Regions from separate parts of the Xenopus laevis genome. Here region 2 is linked to region 1. A link is a contact called in public Hi-C data. All regions are on one chromosome and are shown on one strand. Each heading gives the region's core, a stretch centred on a gene start, on an enhancer-like site or on the middle of the called end of the contact. The rest is flanking DNA. Distances are from core to core; before and after follow the strand shown.

Region 1 (6,777 bases), core at 2,550-5,049:
TGACTAGCATCACCCTAGATAAACATGCCAAGTTCCAGAAAACCTGTCAACCCTGGAATTAACTATATATATGGTGATATATTTCTTTCCACCCTGCTATTACTGTAGGATTTCTGTTAGAGAGAGAGTCCACCATTTTCTATTTCCCTTTTGGTAACCTTTATTTAACATTTCTAACCTATGTGTTAATTTTTCTTTATTCTCTTTTATATTTTGTTAGTGTATTTAACCTAGCATTCCAGTTCACTTGACTGTATACTATAAATCCAGATATGTAAGCCTGTTACACCAGCCACAAGGTTGAAAAATGTTGCAGTCCTTTGCTAATAATTGTAATATGATTTGGAAAAAAAAAAGAAATGAAAAGCTCAAAAACTTATTGAAAGAAAAAACATTTTTAAACATACAGAACAAACTCCACTGCCTTATGCGTTTCATGCCTGAAGGACACAGACAGTAAGAAACTGTGGGTAAAATCAGCATACATTACATCATTACTGACTAATAAAAATGTATGTTACTTACAGCTTCTGGTGTAAGGGAGTTTATATCAAAGGTCAAATTTTAGAGATTTTTTATGAACTTGAATGAACTCACAACTCGAATGCTTTCTAATTAAAAAAAAAACTTTAATGGAAAAAAACTTGAATCAGTGCGTTCTGGGTTAACTGACCGAAAACTTGGTTAATTGATTGATTTTTTGTAAAAAAAAAAAAAAAAACCTTGAATCGCTCGAATTTATTGAATTTTCTGGCAAAACCCTCCGAAAAAACCTTGAACATCATGAAGGCTATTAACACCTTCAAATGGTTCAAGGGACCTCTGCTATTGACTTCTACATGACCTCGACAGGTTTTAAATGTTGTATTTCAGATACATTTGCATTTTTTTTAGTGGAAAACACAACTCGATCCTTAATGTATCTGCCCCCTAGCCCCTTTACATATTTCAAGGTTAGAGACACGCGCAGCGCTTCGTTTTCCGAAGTTGCTCAAAGTTTCCTTTCGAGCAACTTCGGAAAACGAAGCGCAGCTTGTGTCATAAAGCAGGCAACTCTCATTACAGCCGGTGCAGGAGAAGAGGAATCGGTTCAGGGAGATCAGTTGCCTCAAAGAAGAGGCGATTAGTCGCCAAGGCGCTAAATTCCCACGGATTGCCTGGTGTGGACTAAGCCTTACACACACTCATTCACTAGTACTAAGATCATTAAAAGAGTACATAATATTATTATATCAATACAATCCCTGTATAATCATGCTAAGTTGCTTTAGTTATTTTTTAAAAAAGAGAAAAAGAGTGCACATCTGTTTAGTATAACCAGTAACACCTGACTCCCTCATACTTTATTTGTATACCAAACATATTGTTTGCCACATTTCAGGCAAGGTAATACCTTTTGCTGTACTTCTGCAGTATATTGATTTGTATTCTTTGATTTGGTAACTTTTGCTCAAAACTCTGGATCTAAAATCCATATAAACTTTAATATGGTTACAGGTAATAGATTGTATATTTCTACATCTTTAACCACCTTTCAGACCAAAAAACTTATTATTTTTATATTTTAATTTTTCCTGAAAAAATCTTGGTGATAAAGGGATGATGTATATTCCTGTCCAAAAGGATCTAAGACAATCATTATCCGAATACTATTATTCAGAATTCATGAGAACTGTGGTTTTCCGAGTAAGAAATCTTTCCATAATCATCATGCCTTTAGTCTGCTAAAAAAATAATTTAAAAATTAAACTCAATAGGATTGTATTTGAATGCATGCAGCTTAGTTACCATCAAATACAAGATACTGTTTTATTATTACAGAGAAAAAGGGGATGATATTTAATCATTAGAATTATTTGCTTAAAATGGACTCAATGGAGATGGACATCCTTTAATCTAGAGCTTTCTGGATAATGGGATTTCGAGGAAAGGGATTTCCATACCTAATACAGACAAACATTTCTTAATAATCCCTGTTTACCTGTAAACGTGTTTACTATATAACAATAACAAAATCGATTTTTATTTAGCCTTTTGCTATCTCTGTCCCATTTCTATGCTAATTAACACCCAAGAATGTTTACTAGTGGTGAAAGTTTGCTGAAAAGTTCTGATAATAACCTTTTGATTATAGCCTAATTTGAAAAATCTGTTATTTAAACTCTGAGCAAATTTAGAAAAGTCATAATCAGTTGAACAGTTCCTCCTTAGATGAAGGAACTGTCCAAAAGTTATTATAATAGCCTTTTGATTACAGCCTAATTTAAAATAGGTTAATTACAAATGAAAAGTACTCCAGCCTATGTAAGCCCAGCGTGTCTGAAACAACTATGGAAAAGCCTTTAGCTATGTTGGGGTTCTGCTACAAAGATTATTATGTTGCAACTCTTCACTAATATGGACACATATGGATTTTCATAGGGACTTGTCATCAGGGCAGCCATCACGGGGGCACAGGAGGTACAAATATACCAGGCCCGAGCCTCCAGGGGGGCCTGGCTGTGCTACACTTTTCTTGGCACCAATTTTTTTTATCTTATAGGGAGGGGGGCCCTGACAACCAATGATTTTTTTAAAAAACTTTTATGTTGACCCTGGCTGCCAATTTTTTTTTTTAACTTATAAGGGGCCCTGACCACCAATGGCTTTTTATAATTTGTGAGTGGGGGGGGGTTTACCGCTTTTAGCAATGATGTCTGTGTGGACTTTTTGCTGTGGCGTGGGGTGGGGCTCGGGTGTGGACCAGGGGGGCTAGAAACTGTTACTGTACAGGGCCCCGTAATTTCTGATGGCGGCCCTGCGTGTCAGTATGACTTTAAGACAGGACCGCCATCAGAAATCGCAGGGCCCCATACGACAACATTTCCTGGGCCTCCTGGGCTCCGCCCACCACACAGTAAAACAAAAAAATTGGTGGCTAGGGTTCCCACATGTTAATACAAAATAAAAAGATATTGGTGGTCAGGGCCCCCCCATTAAAAAATATTGGTGACTAGGGCACCTTAAACGTCCATGACCCCACATGAGAAAAAAATTGGTGGCCAGGCCCCTCCCCACACATTATAAGAAAATTGGTGGCCAGGGCCCCTTAAACATCCATGCCTTCCTGAAGTCAGCAGCTCTCAGAAAGATGGGGGGCCAGGCTAATCAAGTAAGTGTGGTGTGGCCGGGCCCCCCTTACCCTCGGGCCCCCTACAACTCTCCCCCGTCCCCCCCTTGATGGCTGCCCTGCTTTAAGATGTTTGCAGAAGACAAGGTCTAGTCCCAGACTTAATCGAATTGAGTCCAGACTTTTTATGCATTCCTTCTCTGCATATTTTCATCTATGCATGTTATCTGCCATGCTGCATGGCTCAGAAACACAAAAAGTACCTTCTGTTTACTTAAACTGCATATGTATTATTATCTATGGAAATGTCATCCAGTTCACGTGGATATACAAATGCATAATGTGGAAAGGAATACTCTGTAAGCTAATAATATATTTTATCTATGTGAAGGTAAATTGGAAGATACACCCTACAAACAGGTTTACAAGCATAGAGTCTGTGAAAGAACTACTATATGTACACATACCCAGAACAGTATAACTTCCCACTAAATTCAACATATATTCCTTTAGGCTGAAACTGTTTGTGTGTGTGAGGGGGGTGTTTACTAAGATAAAAATGCTAATGAAGAGTGCTTTGGTATTCACACTATTACTTTACATAAATGCATAGGCTGGCAGTCCTACTATACATACAGTTAACTTTTCTATTAACACACTTATGCTTGTGTACAAGTATAATGCATTTATCGCTTTGCTATCAAACTTCTGGCCTACCATTAAATCACACAAATCTCAAAAGGGATTTTAATGACACACTATAATCTGTTACTAAGCAGCTGACAAATAATGTCAAACACTAACGAGGCCTTGAATTGGAAATCAATGGCACAACATTATTTTTGTTAAATGAAACAGAAATTTTAGGGTATGTAATCAATTCTGCTCACCACGAACACAGAGTGACATGAGAAAGTAACGATTTTTTTATCCAACGACTCTGGACACATTTGTTAAGTTTATGTGGAGTAATCTGCAGTGGTAGAAAAGTAGCAATAAAGACTCCTCAGTAAAAATCTGTAGGTTATTTCAAAACAAAATTTGCAATAAAGAAATATTTGGAGAAAGGTACAGGTAGTCCCCAGGTTACGTTCTTAAATTGAATTTGTATATTGGATAGGTACAATTACCTATTAAATGTAACTTAGACAGATTTTTGTCTTAACATAGTATTTATTTTTAACTTTCTGTGCATACTTTGTACCTCTGTCCTCCGCAATAGCCAACACACACCAGAGGGGACCAGTGGTTTATTAAAGCTAAGTGCTAATAAAGGCCAAGCAAACCACAGTTGTCAAATAAATATAACCCGGGGGGGACTCCCAGTACAGACTTCGGGGATTTAGTCCTAGTACTGTATATTTAAAGGGGATCTGACACCCAAAGAAATAATGCCAAATCCTTTTCTAACAAACAAAATAAGGCATCATTCCAAAATCTTTTTTATGCACTAGAATGCAGGACCTGATGCACATCCCCATGCCCGGGCTACAGTGGCACTATGAAGCACAAAATGGTATGTAAAAGTAACTGAAATGCTTGAGGCATAGAGGCAGGGAAGGCACTACAAGATTGTAGTTTCATCTTAAACTTTAAAGGAGAATGAAACGTCTTTTTACTTGGGGATGGCAAAATTTAGGCACCCCCAAGTGATTGCATGTACTTACCTGAAACCCTGGGCCAGTGCTCCTATCAGGAGAAATCTGCACCGGCCCAGGATTCTTGCAGCAGGCACCACGGAACAATCGCCTTCCGGCTTCTTCTATCTTCAAATTTCCTGTGGCAGACACATGCACAGTAGAACGAAACAGCCGACTTTTTAGTTAAAGTTCGTCTTTTTTGCAACACTACGCATGCGCAGCCACAAGAGAAAAGAAGAACCAGAAGATGGTCGCTCCATGGTGCTCGCTGGAAAAATCCCAGCCTGGTGAAGTTTTCTCCTAATAGGTACACTGGCCTGGGGTTTCAGGTAAGTACATACGACCACTTGGGGTGCCTAACATTTGGCACCCCCAAGTAAAAAGACCTTTCCTTCACCTTTAAAAGGACTTTAGTTATACAGACTTTTATGTCAGTTTTTAACATTTGCAAGTTCAAGTCTTTTCAAAAAGTACACCAGAAATAATGGCCTTTTTCTTTATTCTTTTTCTAATAATTAAGCTTAATAGTTTTTCCTCTGGTGTTTCCTAGTAGCACGTCACTAAAACATGTTGCTGACTTCTTTTAAACCTAAATCTTGAAAAATGGTCAAAGATAAAAAACAATTAATTGTTTAAAACCAATTACACTGAAAATTTGTTTGGAAAGCCAGCTACTCATTTAAGAAAGCGGTCTATTTAATCACATTATTTATACAAGCTTAATTAAAGCCATAAATGTTTTCTTGCAAGAAGTCCAGTTGGTATAAAAAGGAACTCCCCTTTTTTCCAGCAGAAAATTAAATGTAAAGTAAACATCCAATATTTACTTACATTCTAAGATTGATGTAAGCTGAGTTTACATTCTAAGTTCCCAAACTCTTTCACACACATTATTGGCTATTTTATTCAGTAACAATTAACATGCTTGTAAGCTTTTGTAGTATGGTACAGTTATTGCACCAGCATAACAGCAGGGGGGTTGACTGCACCTGGGCCCAATAACCCACAGGGGAGATTTCCAGAACAAAACTAATTGTATAAGTGATCATGCACAAGAGTGATGGAGTGATGGGGGTGATGAGGGGACATGGTCTCTAGTAAGACCACCAAGTTAACGGCATATTTAAACGTGCCCATGGACACATGGACAACATGATACTGGATGTCAATATGGAGTGTGTTGCCAAATTGGCAACCATATCCAGGACAGATAGTGTTGCCTTTCTTGATATCAAATAATGTTCATTCAGGTATTGATCACTTGGCCAAAGTCTTAACATATAGGTAACCTGGATTTAGCCAACCAAGTGTATTACAAAAGTAATAATTTTTACAATTCAGGATAATTTATGAACTAATTTCGACTTGGCTCACAGTGAATTATGGACAAAAACAATGATAATCCTAATAATACTAGACTTTACCACAATCTGCAGTCCTCACAACCTGCGCATGATTTGGTATCGGAGTTTCTTACCCCACCAGAAGGCATGGGAAGAATCAAAGCCACCAAAAAGGTGTTATAAGTGGCGACGCAGAAAAGGCATGCAAGTATACAACCTTTTGGCCAGGCTGGAAGTTACTATAAAACCTGTACTGGAAGCCTTGACCTTAAGTAAAAAACAACTTAATGAGATGTCAGCAAAAGCAGATAATTTTGAGAACCTCCTGCACCACAACAATCCACAAAACATTGGGATCCCAGTGGCTTCGGAGGGTGGAGATCCAGAAAAGTTTGTCTGGACTGGCTAAAGCTGGTGCTTGTTGCTGACATATTTTCTCTCACCTAACTATTAAGAACGTACACAGCATACTGACAACCATGAAATGGGACAACATTTCAATCTTAAAACTACAGCAGTTCCTGAATGTTTACTGAGTGTTTTTAAAAGAAGAGATGATCCAACAGAGTGGCAAACATACCCCTCTCCCAATTTCAAAACATTCACATTGTCTAATGAATACTGTAACTTCTCAGTACTCAGTATTACAAAATCAACCACTGTCAAATGTTATATGAATTTCAAT
Region 2 (6,777 bases), core at 2,938-5,437, 40 kb before region 1:
ATGAAGACCAAGTAAAAAGTTGCTTATAATTGGCCATTCTATAACATACTAAAAGTTAACTTAAAGGTGAATCACCCCTTTAAACTCAGACATGCCCGCACACATGGATATGCCAAAGTGTAAGCAATGGATTGATATGTACAGCTCTTATTAATGTGGTGCAGGTTGAGAAGCAGGGTATGTACAGGCAGTCCCTAGGTTAAAGGGATACTGTCATGGGGAAAAATTTTTTTTTCAAAATGAACCAGTTAATAGTGCTGCTCCAGCAGAATTCTGCACTGAAATCAATTTCTCAAAAGAGCAAACAGATTTTTTTATATTCAATTTTGAAATCTGACATGGGGCTAGACATATTGTCAATTTCCCAGCTGCCCCAAGTCATGTGACTTGTGCTCTGATAAACTTCAATCACTCTTTACTGCTGTACTGCAAGTTGGAGTGATATCCACCCCCTCCCTTTCCCCCCCAGCAGCCAAACAAAGAACAATGGAAAGGTAACCAGATAACAGCTCCCTAACATCAGATAACAGCTTCCTGGTAGATCTAAGAACAACACTCAATAGTAAAAAACCCATGTTTCACTGAGACACATTCAGTTACATTGAGAAGGAAAAAAAGCAGTCTGCCAGAAAGCATTTCTCTCCTAAAGTGCAGGCATAAGTCACATGACCAGGGGCAGCTGGGAAATTGACAAAATGTCTAGCCCCATGTCAGATTTCAAAATTGAATATAAAAAAATCTGTTTGCTCTTTTGAGAAATGGATTTCAGTGCAGAATTCTGCTGGAGTAGCTCTATTTACTAATGCGTTTTGAAAAAAACATGTTTTCCGATGACAGTATCCCTTTAAGTACAAGATAGGGTCTGTAGGCGAAAATTAAAATTTAGCTTAATATAAGCTTCCTTATACTAAAGTAAGAAACTTTCTCAATACAATCAATTAAAAATTCTGCATTGTTTCTGAAATAAACAAGTTTATATTCACTATTTTCTCTTCATTCTGCCTTCATGCAGCAGTTGGGTGTCAGATGAATGATCCAATATATCTTATAGGTGGGCTCCCTTTAATACATCTTCTAGGCAAAAGGAGCCCCCCCATAAAATATATTGGATCATTCATCTGACACCCAACTCCTGACTGAAGACAGAATGAGAAGAAACAGATGCTGAGTGAGGAATAGTGAATATAAACTTGGTTATTTCAGAAACAATGCAGAATTTTCAATTGCTTGTATTTAGCGAGTTTCTTATTTCAGTAAGCTAAAGCTAAAATTAAATGTTGATTTTCACGATAGTTCCCCTTTAAGTCGAATTTGTATGCAAGTTGAAACATATGCAAGTGCAGTACTTAGACAGATGTCTGGCCACAGACCCAAAGATCTGATCGTACGAATCAACGTACGATCGGACTTTCCCATCTTCTGACCTGCCACTAACCATTAAGATCAAAGTCTTACCATTCAGATCAAATAAAGTAGTTAAAGAACAGATGAGCCGATGTTCTTCCCCTGACAGCAATCGTACGATAGTTATGTCCGACAAAAGCTAGTGACAGTCTCCCTCTGAAAATCGTACGATTGGCAATACATGCAGAGATATTATTGGCAGCCGACAGAAATTTTCTAACCTGTCCGATCGACCAAACGACCGATCTCCGCTGGACGAAAAATGTCGGGACTCTCCACACACGGTCCGAAAATCATCCGAATCCTCGATTCGTACGATCCGATCTTTGCGTCTATGGCCAGCTTTAACATAATATTTATTTTTACCTTTTACCTGCATACCTCCTAGAAGTAAAAAGAGGGACACAATTTTTTTTCGCACGTAGAACAGCAAATTTTTGACCATGCCCCTTTCTGTGGCCACACCTCCGAATTACCATGTTCATTTTACAAAATTTGGCAGGTTATGAAAGTTTTGAAAATTATCCAAACTCTCTCTCTTTCTTTTTCAGGCTGTTCAGTGCAGAGAAAAAAGGGACTTTCCAGTACAAATGAGGGACTGCAGGTTGAGCTCTCAAAAGAGGGACTGTTCCTCTGAAAAAGGGACAGTTGGGAGGTATGTACCTGTAACCTGACCGTGTTGGGGTATTCTTCGGATACCCGCCCGATGCATGCCTAGGTAATCTTTAGACCTCTAAATGATATAGAACTACCAGATAGATGAAAATAAAACCCTACCCAATACATTGTGTTCTGTATAGCTTAACTGAAAGCCCTGCACAATGACAATGTAATGTAGGGTGTCCCAAACCCCCCAGAACAAACCCCAAGGTCCTGGTCACGGCTCACACTTCAGCATATAACAGCTGCCTTTTGCTACGGGAGGAGCCCTCTGCTACTTGGATGCCGCCAGGTCTTATAGTGAGAGGACCAAGGAGAAAGTTCTGAGCAGAACAGGGAACTGAACGTGTAGTAGTAGTAGTAGTAGTAGTAGGGAGGGGAACTGGAAGTGTAGTCAATGGTCAGTCGATACAAATCAAGCAATGTAGTACAAGATCAGGAAACAGAGTCAGAGTCACAGGCCGGGTTAGAACCAACAGCAGCTCAGTACAAAATAAAAATCCGAAGAATGGTCTGTAAAAGGGCAGAGGTCAGTACAGGCAGCAAAGTATCAATAGTCAGGGGCAGGCAAGGGTCAAGGACCAAGATTAAGCACACCAGGAACTATGGAGATAGATCTACATTGGGAGATTGGAAAAAGTACATTGCAGCTTTAAATATTTGAAAAACACAATGGCGTCACGTGGCGCATCAAAGTAAAAAGACACCGCATCAATACCACATATCAAAATCTGGAAGCGGTGCACGATGAAGGATAAAGCAGGTGGCATTCTCACAGACAATTAATGTAATACACTTTCTAATGGTTTCACTGTTCCTTGTACTTATGGAATAGCAGCTGAGCTGGATACTGTAACAAACTGTAGAAATTACTGGATACAGTAAAGCTATATGCCCACCTTCTGTTCAATGTGCAGTTTGTTGTATATACATTTTATTTATAAATTATAGTGTGAAAACTATGAGAATAGAAACAAAAATACAATAAATGCAAGCGTTGATGTGTTAGAAATCACAGGTCTGCATTACGGATTCTATTTATAGTTGCAAAGGCACAATCCCTTTAAAATAAATACCATATTGCCAAGTCTCCCACAGCAAGATAAATGATCTACTGATCTAGGAACTACTGCTCATATACAGACAGAAATGAAAATAGGTAATACACAGTCATGCCTTGCTTTGATATTACAGATAGCTTCATCTTATACATTATATAAATATTGCCTTACATGGTTATTATATTAATGTGCCATAACAATAATATGCTGTTTGAGTTTATATGTAACAGTTAAGTTAGTTTTATATTGCTATCTTGTGTCTGGTTTTTAACTTTGTATGTGAGGAAGAACTGTTTGTATGTACTGTATGTATGTATGTATAGTGTTATTTAAAAATGTTGGTCTTACAACGGGTTAATGTTTATACGTCATTGCCTATATTACTGTTTCCTTGCCAAAAAGTAGATTTAAGGCAAGTTCAGTTCACTGTTTTGTTAGCACTTTGAAACAAGACTTGGATGGGGCCGAAACGTCAGCCTGTAGCTTTGAGATAAATTTGTTTGTTATTTTTAAGTCCTGTGAGTGCTGATTCTGTTGGAGGTATGGAGATATTTATATATATCCACATACACACATATATATATATATATATATATATATATATATATATATATATATATATATATATATATATATATATATATATATATATATATATATATATATACACATATTATATATATATATATATATATATATATATATACACATACACAAGTATGGGACCTGTTATCCAGAATGCCTGGGACCTGGGTTTTCTGGATAATGAACCTTTCCATAATTTCTCCATACCTTAAGTCAACTAAAAAATGATTTAAACATTAAAAAAGCTCAATAGAATTGTTTTGCCTCCAATGGGATTAATTATATCTTCTTAATGATCAAGTACAAGGTATTTTTTGTTGTTACAGACAAAAAGGAAATAATTTTAAAAAATGAATTATTTGGAAAAAACAGTCTATGGGAGACTGCCTTCCGGTTAATTCAGAGCTTTCTGGATAACAGATTCACACAGGGCCGCTCCTGCCATGACAAGATGAAAGCCTTGCCTCAGCAAGAAGTGAGTGGGCAGTCACCAAGGTCAGGTAACTCCTGCAGAGAGCACAAAAACACTAGAGTTTCACTGCCCTCCTTAACCCCTCCAACACCAACCAGCAGCCCCAGAAAGACCCCTGCAATAAGAACAGTTTCTCTTGGCTGCAATACTACATGTTATAGAAGGGCTGTGTCTGGTTGTAAGGTTGTACCTGGGACCCCTACAAATACTGGCTGGGAGATAAGTTAGGCACCATCATAAACTTTTTCCACTTTGAGTTGAAATGCTGTGCTATAACACACCTGTACTTGCTGGCCTGGTAGTAAGGCTTTGTTGGAAGCCCATGTAGCACTGGATGGGTTGTTGGAAGACCTCTGCAAGCACCCAGACACCCAGTTTATAGCTGTTGAATGTTCTTCTCTAGGTAGTGCTGTGTTGACGTTCTATTCTGATCACGAACATTGTATTTCATTTTAAATGCTTCATTTAGGGGACCATCCATTGTGCAGGGTCAGCTTAATACAAAACAAAGATGTACTGCTTCTATTAGGAATGTCACAAATATTTTATATGAAATGAACTGCCTCATCACACACTTTCCAGCTGTCTTCTATTACAAGAACAAAGCCATTTGATACATATTTTATAACAGTTTGAAATTAAATCCTGATCTGTCCTAACTGATATGTTTCTGGAAAGAGCACCTTACTCAAAATTAAAAATGTTTCAATAAGGTGTCAATATAAAAGTATGTTCAACATAGCCAGATTAAATGATTGGGCTTTTTTCTCCCATGGTGGCTTACAGAGGCTTCAAGTTGTCAGTTAAAAACAGAGAGCTGGGCCTAGGGCAGCATCTACACTGGAGTCCCTTGTACTGTTGGGTGGGGGAGGAATATGTGGTTTAAGTCAGGGGGTTGGTGTAGGGTTCAAGGGACTTCTACATGACCTTGACAGGTTTTAGTTGGAGTATCTTTGGATTTGGGCTTTTTGTCGCTTCGGGGCACAATAAATCTCGAAAAATTTGTTGTTTTTTTATCCCGAACAGATAGTTCATATCATATTAAGTGGCATATTAAAGAATCTCACCAAACTGGAATATATATTTGAGTAAATGTTGCCCTTTTACATCTCTTGCCTTGAGCCACCATTTCGTGATGGTCTCTGTGCTGTCTCAGAGATCACCTGACCAGAAATACTTCAACTCTAACTGTAACAGGAAGAAGTGTGGAAGCAAAAGACACAACTCTGTCTGTTAATTGGCTGATGTGACCTAACATGTATGGTTTGTTGGTATTTGTGAGTACAGTGAATCCTACGATCCCAGGGGGCGGCCCTTATTTTTTAAAATGGCAATTTTCTATTTATGATTACCCAATGGCACATACTACTAGAAAAGTATATTTATATGAAAATGTTTTATTTACATGAAGCAGGATTTTACATATGAGCTGTTTTATGCAATATCTTTTTATAGAGACCTACATTGTTTGGGGGGTATAGTTTTCCTTTAAGTACAAAAATGTTGTATTGATGTGCTAGGAGTGGGTACACCTTATCCAAAGAGGTGTGGTCAGTTTAGTTGGATTATTGCACTGCAGTGCATTTCTGGGGTGTAAATGGACTTCAATAGATACTATGGTTTCAAAGCTTCAATAAACTCCAACTAGTTACAGCGGTATCATACTTCCACAAAACACCTGTTCCAAAAATATGGAAAGTGATAGTCCTAGCTAGTTGGATTTTTGCATTACAATGTATTCATAATACATTCAATAAGTTGCAGCAGCTAGTCCACTTCAACCTGTCAACCAGAAATTACATCTCTATTAATTCACATGGAGCTGCATGTAAACAATTTAATCGAGACTGTTAGGATTTGCTAAACATCCGAAAGTATATTTGTTTTTCATGAGGCTGCATGAGGATGCTATGAAGCATACACATTTTTTTATATGGAGGATGCATTCTGAAGACACTGGTCTTCACTCTCAGAGCATTTTCTAGTCCAGGGGTCAGCAACCTTTACTATCAAAAGAGCCATTTTGCCCCCTCTTCAGCTAAAGAAAAATAGTCTGGAGCCGCAAAATATAAACTTTTAAAAGTGGTAACAGTTTTTTTAATTTTAACTGTTACAACAACAGAATACAAAAAAAATTTTGGAAACAGAAAGAGGGACAAAAAGATTTGCCGCGCGTAGCAACATTTTGTTGACCACACCCATTTTTGTGACCACACCCCCTAATTATCGTGTCCATTTTACAAATTTTGGCAGGTTATGAGAGCTTGAACACATTTCTGTGGTTTTTATGTTATTACAGTTTTGATAATGAAGGTGAATTGCCCTTTAAGTGGTGACTTATCTAAAACTTTTACAAAAGTATCTTAAAGTATGTATTCTGGGCTCTCTGCCAAGAGCCAATTAAGTTAGAAACTTTGTATATTTTTCTGGCAGTTCAGTGCAGGAGATCAAAAAGAAACTCAGGACATATCAATACAAATGTGGGACTGTGGGTTGAGCTGTCAAAAGCAGGAATGTCCCGCTCAAGACGGGACTGTTCAGGGGTATCAACAAACAAAAGTGCAGTGTGTATGTGTAGGCCTACTTTGAAATAAA

Evidence for each region. Hi-C and Micro-C count contacts between places; a contact is called where the count stands out from the background.
Region 2: a Hi-C map of the XL177 cell line shows a contact between it and region 1, with 2.3 times the contacts expected there. The contact joins two enhancer-like sites. A contact is called at or near these places in 2 of 4 Hi-C or Micro-C datasets (the XL177 cell line and the XTC cell line).

What each region holds. Positions count from the first base shown.
Region 1 is chr6L:93,115,228-93,122,004 of Xenopus_laevis_v10.1, reverse strand. All of the region lies in intron 3 of fars2.L (phenylalanine--tRNA ligase, mitochondrial), which reads right to left. Among protein-coding and RNA genes, the nearest start is that of fars2.L, 9.6 kb to the right of the region's middle. Within about 2 kb of position 3,799, at least 1 of the 7 cell types and tissues checked has an H3K27ac peak or open chromatin away from gene starts, as enhancers often do.
Region 2 is chr6L:93,155,686-93,162,462 of Xenopus_laevis_v10.1, reverse strand. All of the region lies in intron 3 of fars2.L (phenylalanine--tRNA ligase, mitochondrial), which reads right to left. Among protein-coding and RNA genes, the nearest start is that of fars2.L, 50 kb to the right of the region's middle. Within about 2 kb of position 4,187, at least 1 of the 7 cell types and tissues checked has an H3K27ac peak or open chromatin away from gene starts, as enhancers often do.